Linked DNA regions of Mus musculus: regions 1 and 2 are each linked to region 3. The links are chromatin contacts, called in public promoter capture Hi-C maps. All regions are on one chromosome and are shown on one strand. Each heading gives the region's core, a stretch centred on a gene start, on an enhancer-like site or on the middle of the called end of the contact. The rest is flanking DNA. Distances are from core to core; before and after follow the strand shown.

Region 1 (3,386 bases), core at 391-2,890, 1.5 Mb before region 3:
CTCACAGAAGAGTCATAAATCTGGAATTAACCCAATGCCTGCAACCTTTAAAATGATAAGATTAGTTGTGGGCATTTCTCGTTAGTGAGAAGTGTCCCTGAATATTCTCTGCCTGATGGGGAGGGACATGTGTGGTCCTTAACTTAGGTTCTGCTATAGCTTGTTCTTTCCTCTGTAGCCACATATGCTGGCCAGAAAGATGGCTCACTCATGAGCAGAGGGCTGCCGGAAAGCCCTGCAAGTAGAGAACAGTTTGTACCTGGCTGGCCTGAAAGCCGCCTGGTCACAGGGACAGCAACCCCAGGAGCCCAGTCCTGCCCACTTCCTCGTGCTGTGCTGGCCCCTGGTGTCTTTGGGTGTGTGCTTGCTTTACTAACCTGCTCAGCGCATTTATTTGTGTTGTTTCTCCTTTCTCCTTTGCATCCTCCTTTGTCTGTCTGTCAGAATACGGACGGGCCACTTCTGGGGCCCTGTCACCTAGTAAGTATCTGTGTTTTCCCGTGATTCCCTCCCTCCCTGATCAGAATGGGGTTCCTGTGGGCCAGCACATCTCCATTTTATGGAAAATGGGGTATGGAGCCACCTTACTCTTTCTCATGGGCAAGGTGCCTTTGGTGTCCTGGGTGGCTATGGCACCTGCCTCCATCCCATCTAAGTGGTAGGGCACACAACTGGCAGGTGGGTGTGACACGTGCGACTGACCATGCTTCTGCTTACAGCATGGATAAGAATGGCACGATGACCATCGACTGGAACGAGTGGAGGGACTACCACCTCCTGCACCCTGTGGAGAACATCCCGGAGATCATCCTGTACTGGAAGCACTCGACGGTGAGGCACACACCCACTGTCCACTCAGGCAGCCGTCTTTGTCTGGCATCTCTCAGTCCATCCCCATCTAGGCCTGGGGGTGGGGGTGGGGGTGGGGGGTCGGTCTTGATGATACACTGAGATGTTGTCCCTCCTTTGCCAGCCACATGCCCCTCCTCCTCCGATACAGTGACCAGCCTGCACCCTTGACCCTTTGCTGGGTGTACCTTCCTATCCCTGTATGCCTCTGCCCTTCACGGGCCATTTCAAATATCTCCTTTTCCTATGTTGCCGATTCTCCCAGAAGCAGACAGTCTGTCCTCCACGGGATAGGAGAAGAAACCTTGTTACAGATGCCTCCTCTTTCCCTGTGTTTCTTTTTTAGTATCATTTCTCTCTATGGCAAAAATACATGTTTTGGCTGAGACATAGGAGCCCCATGAGTTAAAGGCCAGCCTGGGCTACAGAGTTAGACTCTTGATTTTGGGGGTTTGGTTTTGATAAGCACTCCCTGTAGGGCCTGCATATTGTTTTCACTCTGTTAGCATGATCCACATTCAGACAGATGTGGATCCACAACTAGAAATGTTGGTCTTACTTAAAAGACTTCTGGTGTTCTTGGCTGGGCTACCCCTGCCTTATCCTCTCTGAATCCACAATGCCGGGTCAGGGCTTCTTGGGTGAAAGTAAGTGACTGATTCTAGGGTTCAGACAGCTAGCCTGTCTCTGGCCTGCAGCCCAGAGGTCAGCAGAGCTGGCTGGGACCAGTTCCAGAGAGAAGGTATTACGCAGGCAGCATAGCACCCTGCTTGCTTAGCCTTGCATAACACTCTGTTCTGCTGGCAATCTGGTTCTGTATCAGGTTGCAGGGTTTGTACCCATCTTCCCTGATCCTTGTAGTCTAGCCCTAAAGTCCTTGCGGAAAGTTCCAGGAGCTTCCTTTACAAGGGCAACCCAACAGTGTTGTAATGTTTCCTCGATTGCTACCTGCTCCTTTCTAGACCATGTACAGGTCAAGAGCTGCAGCTACTATCAGGGCAAAGGGAGAGTGGAATGCAGTGACCACGGCCAGGATGTTGTGAGTAAAGTTGGCTATGTCTCTGCTTGTCTCCCCCATAGATCTTCGATGTCGGTGAGAATCTGACAGTCCCAGATGAGTTCACAGTGGAGGAGAGGCAGACGGGGATGTGGTGGAGGCACCTGGTGGCAGGAGGTGGGGCAGGGGCAGTTTCCAGAACCTGCACTGCCCCCCTGGACAGACTGAAGGTGCTCATGCAGGTGAGCAGGAAAGCGAGCAGATTTTTACCCGTGGTTCATTGGAGGCTCAGCTTCCCCTCCCTCCCTCAGCTGGCTCCTTGCTTTAAAACCCGGAACCTCCCACCGCAGCTAATGAAATTGGAGTTAATGCTTCGCAGGCCCCAGTAGATCCCAGCCTAGGTGACCTTTGTGCTTAGCTGGTCTAATTATATCAGAGAAACATAAGCTGCGTATCACCTTACTTGGGCTTGTTACTTGGATTCCGTAAGTGCATCTCAGGATGGATAAGATGCCTCATGGAAGGCAGGGAGAGCAGATCCTTGCATGACCTAGAAGCAGTGCCTTTACCTTGGCTGAGCATGCAACTCCACGTCCTCAGGGCAGAGATAAGCTTGTCTGATGTCAGGGAAGCATTGTGAAATGACCCACATGAGGACACTGGTGGACTTTGATGTCTGTCTGAACAGTGACCAGTTACCCCATTTTGCTTCTGTCTGGCACTTTCGGTGCCAGGAGGCCTACCCAGAAACAGCACATGCCCCAGAACCCCCCTGGACAGACCAAAGGTGCTCGTGCAGGTGAGCAGGAAAGCGAGCAGATTTTTACCCATGATTCATGGGTGGCTCAGCTTCCCCTCCCTCCCTCAGCCGAACCTCCCACCGCAGCTAATGGAATTGGAGTGCTTTGCAGGCACTACCCCACCCCCCTTGGCATAAGTAACTACGTGGGATCTCCCTTTACCTTCCAGAAACAACGATGCAAAAGATGTAGAAAGGCTTAGCCTAGTGTGTGCTGGCCCTTCCTCCCAGCTTCCAGAGCCTCTGAGAAAACAGAAGCATGAACAGTTCCCTCTTACTCCTTTTTTAACAGAGTTCTAGGGATATAGTGAGAGAGAGCAAGAGCTGTCCTCTCTGGGTTGGTGGGGCATGCCTCTAATCCTAGCACTTGGGAAGGATGAAAATCAAGGCCAGCCTGAACTGCATAGTATGAGAGCCTGACAAAAACTAAATAAATACAATAAAACAAAATAATAAAACACCCAGCCATGCTTGCTGAGTCACAGGACATTAAATTGAATTACTTAGAGGAAAGAGCCTCTCTGAAGAGGTTCTCCAAAACGGCTCCTCCCAGGGTAGACTGTGGAGTCTTCCCTCTATCCTGCTGAGTCCCTCTGATCTCTTGTCCTCCTCAGGTCCATGCCTCCCGCAGCAACAACATGTGCATCGTAGGTGGATTCACACAGATGATTCGAGAAGGGGGAGCCAAGTCACTCTGGCGGGGCAACGGCATCAATGTCCTCAAAATTGCCCCTGAGTCGG
Region 2 (3,432 bases), core at 773-3,272, 1.2 Mb after region 3:
CCTGGGCTCTTTCAGGCTGTGCCAACCTAAGGAAAGGTCCTTTTCCTCTGGGGTCTTCTTCACCTTGCCATGAACAGTGTCCTCGTGACCCTTCTCAGACACATCTTTCAACAGATCTGCTTTGATTTGTGCCCCAGGTCAAGGAGTCTCGGGGTTAGGAGATTCCTTGAGACCTTGACCTTGGAGATGAAAGTTCTAGGTATGCCAGGAGAAGGGCAAAGAGAAGACACTGTTCCTTTAATAACCCAGATGTCTTGTGCTGGCAGGGATAATGGCTGGTAAAGCCCAGCACAGTTGAGACCCCAAGGGAGGCTAGATATGGTACTCACAAGATATCTCTCCTGACCGTCTTGATGAAGACCCGGATGAAACGCCAGCCACCAGACCCCAAGTACAGGAGCAACAGGGAGAATCCCACCTGGGTCCAGGGCAGCTTCAGCACTAGCTTGGAGAACAGTAGCGCCCCCACCAGAGATGCTCCAAGTAGCATTGTGACCTGCAGGTACAAGGTGGTTAGGAGACACAATTCCTTCTTTAGGGGCCGCTACTTCTGCACCAGCAGCCACTTCAGTATGAGCCCAAAGGGTCAGCCTATGGGGATTGCCTAGTCACCTTAAAAGGGGTGGCTTAAAAAAGGTTCAAGGCTTTGGTTCCATGCCAAGTTGGAGGGGCCTTGAAATCTACAGCTCTGGGGTTAAGAAACAAGAGGATGATCTAGCTTCTGGTTCTATCTTTGACCACCTTGTCAAGTGACCTTGTGCTAGCCCCTTTCCTACTTCAGGCCATAGCACCTTGCTCTATGCATTGGGCTAGTAAGACTTGTTCTTAGAACCTTTCTAACCCAAACAGGACAGTCCATTCACCGATATTCAAGCAACCTAACCAGATGGCCGGGAGACAGGTGCTGATAGAAGTGTCTCTCCTAGGGACTCCAGGAGGTTCTGGAAATGACAACACCAAAAAGGGCAGCTTCCTGGGAAGGGAGCCCTGCACAGTCTCTGGCCCACAGACTCAAGGTAGCGTTGTGCCTCTACCGGTCCATAGAGGGCGAGCCAGCAAATGGCTTAGAGGCAGGAGGGGCCTGAGAGGTGACAGCCCAGGGGTAGGGTGGAAAGAGGTGATTGTTGGACAGGAAAAGGATTTGGAAGTACCCACACATTCAGATGGATCTTTGAGGACTAGGGCTGAGAAGGGGAAAGGCTGTGTTGAAGCCCAGGGCAGAGATTAAGGCCCACGCTCTATTCCCTCTTCTTTATGGATTTAGTCAAGAGGACTGCTAATGGATTGCTTTTCTTGGGAAGAGAGGAAGGTCAAAGATATGAAGTAGCCTGAATATCTCCAAGCTAGGCGGAGGACCACGGCCTGGAACACAGGGAATCCCTTATGAGACTGCCTTCTGGAGAAAAGCATAAAGCAATGGGTGGGAGGACTACCGCAGGATCGCTAAGATCCTTAGCTCTCTGACAGAGGCAGTCAAAAAGCAAGCTAGGAGCCGGTCCAAGACCGCTGAGAGAGGAGACAGGACAGGAGGGGCGCCACGGACCGATTGCCTCTAGATAGCCAGGACATCAGAGCGTTCTCGGGGTTGGGAGAAGGAGGGCGCGCCCCTCAGTCCGAGCCGGCACCGCCGTCTCCCCCTGCTCGGCCTGGCACATTTTCCCCGCTCAGAAAGCCGCCGTCCCCGCCTTAGCTCACCCGGCTGCGGCTGCGCGGCGCGGCGCCCCGTCAGGATGCGGCCCGGTTGCGGCAGCGGAGTGCGGTGCGCTGGGGGCATCGGCCGCCCCGGGGCACACACAGCCGAGCCTCGGTGCGTCTGGCCCACTCCTCGTCCTTGTAGGGTCTGTACCTCTGCCCCGCTCCACCCCCACCCGCCTCCCGCACCCGCACCGGCTGTGCCAGCCGGCAGCACCGCCTTCTGTGCCGTCCCCGCAGAGGGCGAGCTTCTGAGTCCGTGCACCTCAGCGCAACCCAGCCCCAGCGCGCCCGACACCGCCCAGCCCCTCCAGCCCTGCGCGCACCACTGCCTCCGCAGCCGCCCGGCCCGCTGGGAGTGGTAGGCTGAGCCGCACGGCATGCTGGGAGTTGTAGTCCTAGTAGTCTAGCTTGTTCAGGCTGCTGAAGTTGCCCTGGTCAGGCAGTGCTCCTTGGGTCGTTCCTCTCTGCCATTTCCTGGACCAGGGGATCCAGGTAGCATAAACCCGCCCACAGACCATTTGAGAATACATAGCCAGAAGCTAAGGCCCAAGTAGAATTTGTTTAACTTATTATTATTATTTACATTTGTTTGCTTATTTGTGTATGTGTAGATACATATGCCAAAGACCCTGTGTGGTCAGAGGACAACTCGTGGGAGTTGGTTCTGTTCTTACACCATGGGCTCCAGGGATCATACTAAGGTTACTAGGCTTGGCCCTCAGTCTTGGGAACAGGCACCTTTTCCTGATCCACCTTGTCAGTCCTGTTTGTTTTTTGAAACAGGGTAGTAACTTTGCCCTGGATCTTGCTGTAGTTAATCTACTTCAGCCCAGAGCGCTGGCATTACAGACATTAACTACTACATTTGTCTTGAAATAGAATTTAGCAAATGTTCAATACCACTTGCTGAAAAAAAAAAAAAGCTGGATTCTGGCAGAATACACAGGGCATTGGGCTTCTAGACCATTCTGGAATGGTCATTCACCACAGCTGAGTATGATTGTTCCCTCAGGACTTTTACAGTTTTCAGTACCTTTGCAAGGTTCAAAAAGAACTGAAGAGCCAGGAGGAGTAGCTTCAGGGGATCTCCTCAAAGGTCAGGATTTAAAGCCTGTGTAACTAACTTTAACCCTGACTGATAACACTCCCGAACACTGGTTCCTTTGTAAACTGTGAGCTTTGTCAGGCTGTGGGCAAGGGTCTAGACTCACAGCCGTTGGATTGAGAGCCTCTGAAAAGTTCTGGGGTGACTATGCAACGTGCCTATTACTGCCTCTGTTCTTAAATAGCCCCTTCAATGACTCAACCTAGTCAAGTTCTTAAGGGGGGAAGGGGCAACCTTCAAGGTCTGTTTATAGGGATTACAGATGACATTTTGGTATGAAGATGGTCTGGACCTGCTCAGGATTGCATCCATTGGAGAGGCTGGATAGTAAGCTAAAGGATGTCTCTAGGGCTATAATAGCAGGTGCCCCATGTTCATAGACATGTGCATCACAGACCAACAAGAGAATCATGTTCTCAGCAGAGAGTTCCAAATCTGTGCCTTCTTATGGATTAAAGGTGGGCTTTAGGGGATCAAGCACAGCGGTGGTGGTGGCACACACCTTTAACCCCAGCACTCGGGAGGCAAAGGCAAATGAATCTCTGAGTTCGAGGCCAGCCTGGTCTACATAGTGAGTTCCAGGACAGCCAGGGCTACATAGTGAGACCCTGTCTCAAAAACAAACTAACAAA
Region 3 (3,049 bases), core at 158-2,657:
ACCTGGGCTACATTAGACCCTGTCTAAAACCACCCTCTCTCCCACATGCCATAAACTGGGCAAATTGATAGATGCCTGTTGATCTCAGCCCTCAGAAAGCTGGATCCCTAACACCAAAGCCAGCCTGGACTACACGATGAGGCACTGTCTCAGAAAGTATAAATAAAGAGAGGCTAGGCATTTAATCCCAGCCTTTGGAGGGCAGAGGTAGGTAGATCTCTGTGAGTTCCAGGCCTGCCAGACCTACACAGTAAAACTCAGTCAAATAAATAGCAGAAAGCAAAGCAGAGGCCAGATGGAGCACTTCAAGGCAGAGAAAGAAAAGCAGAGGCCAGAGCTACTGAGTAAAGTACCCCAGGCATATGATCAAAAATCGGTAGGTTTTCTTGCCTGGTACACCTTTATCTTCTGCTCATGAGGGAAGTGCAAAGTAGAGACGAACAGGTGGACAAAGTTACTCTTCAGGCCTTTTGGATAAAGGTTTTCAGCCACAATCTGGCTGATAAAATTCTTGCCCGTGCCAGCCCAGCCGTGCAAGGACAGAGTCAATGGTTTCTTGGAATTTTTGTTGTTCCTGAAGCCAGTCAATGCCTTGAGAATCACTTCGGTGGCAAGGTGCTGTCCAAACAGCTTCTCTTCCAAGTCCAGCTTGAGGGCTGCGGAGGCCCGCACCGGAACAAAGAGAAAAACACAGGTTAAAAAAGTACCTGAGTCAGAGGCACAGTTAGCGACTGATCCAGCAGGGCCAGAAGGGATGAAAAATGCAGAGATCTCACAGATCAGAGCCAGAATCATAAGGACCTACAGTCAGATCCTTAAGTGCCAGTTCTCCTTAACATCTAAATGTCAAACAAGCTACACAGATTCTTTCATCCAGGGAAGAACCATTTGGCGGCTGTGCTCCGGGCTAGCTTTCCCGCCACCCCTGATGGCTCGAAAAAAAAACAAACAAACAGCAAGAGCAACAGGCGGGCTTTCTGGATGGAGCTCCACGCCTGGCACCCCCTGGCGGGGCGCACCAGCTGGCCCCGTTGCGTTCAGTTCTCCAGGTGGTCATTGCAAGGCCTGCAAAGGTGTGGCGAGGTCCCGGCCGTGTGTGTCTCCCGCGGCGCCGCATCCAGCAGGAGCGGGAGCCAAGCTCCCAGTGCCCTCCCGCCCGCCCCGACCGGCCCGCGGGCACATACCCGACGTGTTGAGGGGCCGTTCCTCATGGCAGCACTCGGTGAAGCGGCAGTAGAAATCGGTATAGGACAGGTAGCCGGTGAGCGCCGACACGGCCCCGATGGCGATGCCCACGCTTACGGGCTCGAACGCCCCCGCCACGTGGGCGGCCAGCAGCGCCCACAGGGCCGTGGAGCCCCCAAACGCTCCGATTCGTCTCATCGCACGCAGGGAAGCACCGTGCGGCTGCGCTCCGAGCGCAGGATTCAGTCCCAGGGACTGAACTTCCGGTACGGCGCTGTCACTTCCGCTTAGCTAGAAAGCCGCCTTGTTGGAAAGGGGCGGGGAGATTATTGTCACCAACGTTGTGAGTGTCAGGAAACCCTCTAGAGACCATTAAAGGAATTTCATTCCTATCTTTTAGAGGTCCTGTTTGTTTGTTGGTTGGTTTGTTATACAAACACACACACACACACACACACACACACACAGGAGACGGAGAGAGGGAGAGAACGCAGAGATGGATCAGTTGTTAGGGGCACTGACTAGCTCTTCCTGAGGACCTGGGTTCACTTCCAAGCACCCACATTCCTGTTTTGTGACGGTCTCTAACCAGTTCCAGGGGTTCTGCCACTCTCTTTTGGCCTCTGTAAGCACTGCACACACACACACGGGACACAGACATACACGCAAGCAAAACAATCATACACACAACATAATAAAATTATTGGAAAATTATGCACACATAAAAATCAAAAGCCCAGATTGGGCTCCCAGCATCCACATCTGGTGGCTTATGATTGCCTGTACCTCCAGAACTTTTCCTCCGAGCTTTGTGGGCACCTCCACGTATACGGTGCTGTACAGAAGCTCAGGCGTGCACATACATATAAGATAATACATAAATAAATAAAATAATAATAATAATAATAGCAACAATAATGTGTGCTTGTTGTGAGAGAGACAGGGCTGAGCACTAGGGATGTAACGCACATAGGGACACCTGTGGGGGATTCACAAGGGAGACAGACATTTGTCTATGCGCATACCACACAGTGGGCCCCAGGTTGCCCGCTGGGAATTCATCCATGGAGTAGAGTTGGTCCTGCCTTTCAGGACACACAGGCTGTAGGGGAGGCAAGCAAGGGGACAAGGACTACTGAGTCATCAAAGTCCAGGTACTGTGGGGCAGGGAAAGCCTTTGCCTATGCTGAAGATTAGAGGTATTAATCAAAAACCGACGAAGTTGGTCATGCAGAAAACAAGCAGTGGTGTGGTTTATGTAAAGAGTAGAGTTTGTAAACAGCCCGTCTGAAATGTGTGATTACTCCTCCACACGCCTTCATTATATCAACTTGATATAGAATTTGAAGCCACAGGCTTTTTTCCTTTTTGTTTGTTTGTTTGTTTGGGTGTTTTGTTTTGTTTTGTTTTTGGGACAGGGTTTCTCTGCGGAGCCCTGGCTGTCCTTGAACTCACTCTGTAGACCAGGCTGGCCTCGAACTCAGAAATCCGCCTGCCTCTGCCTCCCAAGTGCTGGGATTAAAGGTGTGCGCCACCACCGCCTGGCTGCCACAGGCTTTTAATAGGGACAATACAGCCAACTTGAAGATCATTCCCCAAGGAAATAGATTGTCCATACATACTTGGTCCAGACTTTGCCAAACTTGGTTGAGTTCCTTTAGTAACTAATGTGCAATAAATAACTCGTGAACTCTGGCTGTGTGTCAGGCCCAACACTATATAAAGCACATATACCCATATACCAGGCTTACAGCAGGGAATAGGTCAGGTATGGCTCCTGACCTCACAACAGAGCCACTGACCACGACTGTCCTTATTTCTGGGGGGATAGGGCAAAAAGGTAAGGCCCCAGAGCCCCAGCAGG

The links. Promoter capture Hi-C pulls out the DNA fragments that hold promoters and counts their contacts. Capture Hi-C pulls out chosen DNA fragments and counts their contacts.
Region 1: a promoter capture Hi-C map of liver shows a contact between it and region 3, with 3 times the contacts expected there. The contact joins the enhancer-like site here to the promoter of Tor1b in region 3.
Region 2: a promoter capture Hi-C map of adipose tissue shows a contact between it and region 3, with 2.3 times the contacts expected there. The contact joins the promoter of Slc27a4 here to the promoter of Tor1b in region 3. A contact is called at or near these places in 5 of 39 promoter capture datasets (hippocampal neurons, liver, neutrophils and 1 more) and 2 of 9 other capture datasets (adipose tissue and liver).

Annotation. Positions count from the first base shown.
Region 1 is chr2:32,417,750-32,421,135 of GRCm38.p6, reverse strand. It overlaps Slc25a25 (solute carrier family 25 (mitochondrial carrier, phosphate carrier), member 25), which reads left to right. Exons shown (of 10, transcript NM_001164357.1): 4 at 720-831; 5 at 1,930-2,088; 6 at 3,260-3,386. Among named protein-coding and RNA genes, the nearest start is that of Ptges2, 24 kb to the right of the region's middle. Within about 2 kb of position 1,640, at least 44 of the 459 cell types and tissues checked have an H3K27ac peak or open chromatin away from gene starts, as enhancers often do. A contact at or near this core is called in liver, where this site is marked.
Region 2 is chr2:29,801,224-29,804,655 of GRCm38.p6, reverse strand. Slc27a4 (solute carrier family 27 (fatty acid transporter), member 4) reads right to left here and starts at 2,022. Exons shown (of 13, transcript NM_011989.5): 1 at 1,696-2,022; 2 at 330-496. The coding sequence starts at 490.
Region 3 is chr2:30,951,359-30,954,407 of GRCm38.p6, reverse strand. It overlaps Tor1b (torsin family 1, member B), which reads right to left and starts at 1,407. Exons shown (of 5, transcript NM_133673.3): 1 at 1,185-1,407; 2 at 391-656. The coding sequence starts at 1,383.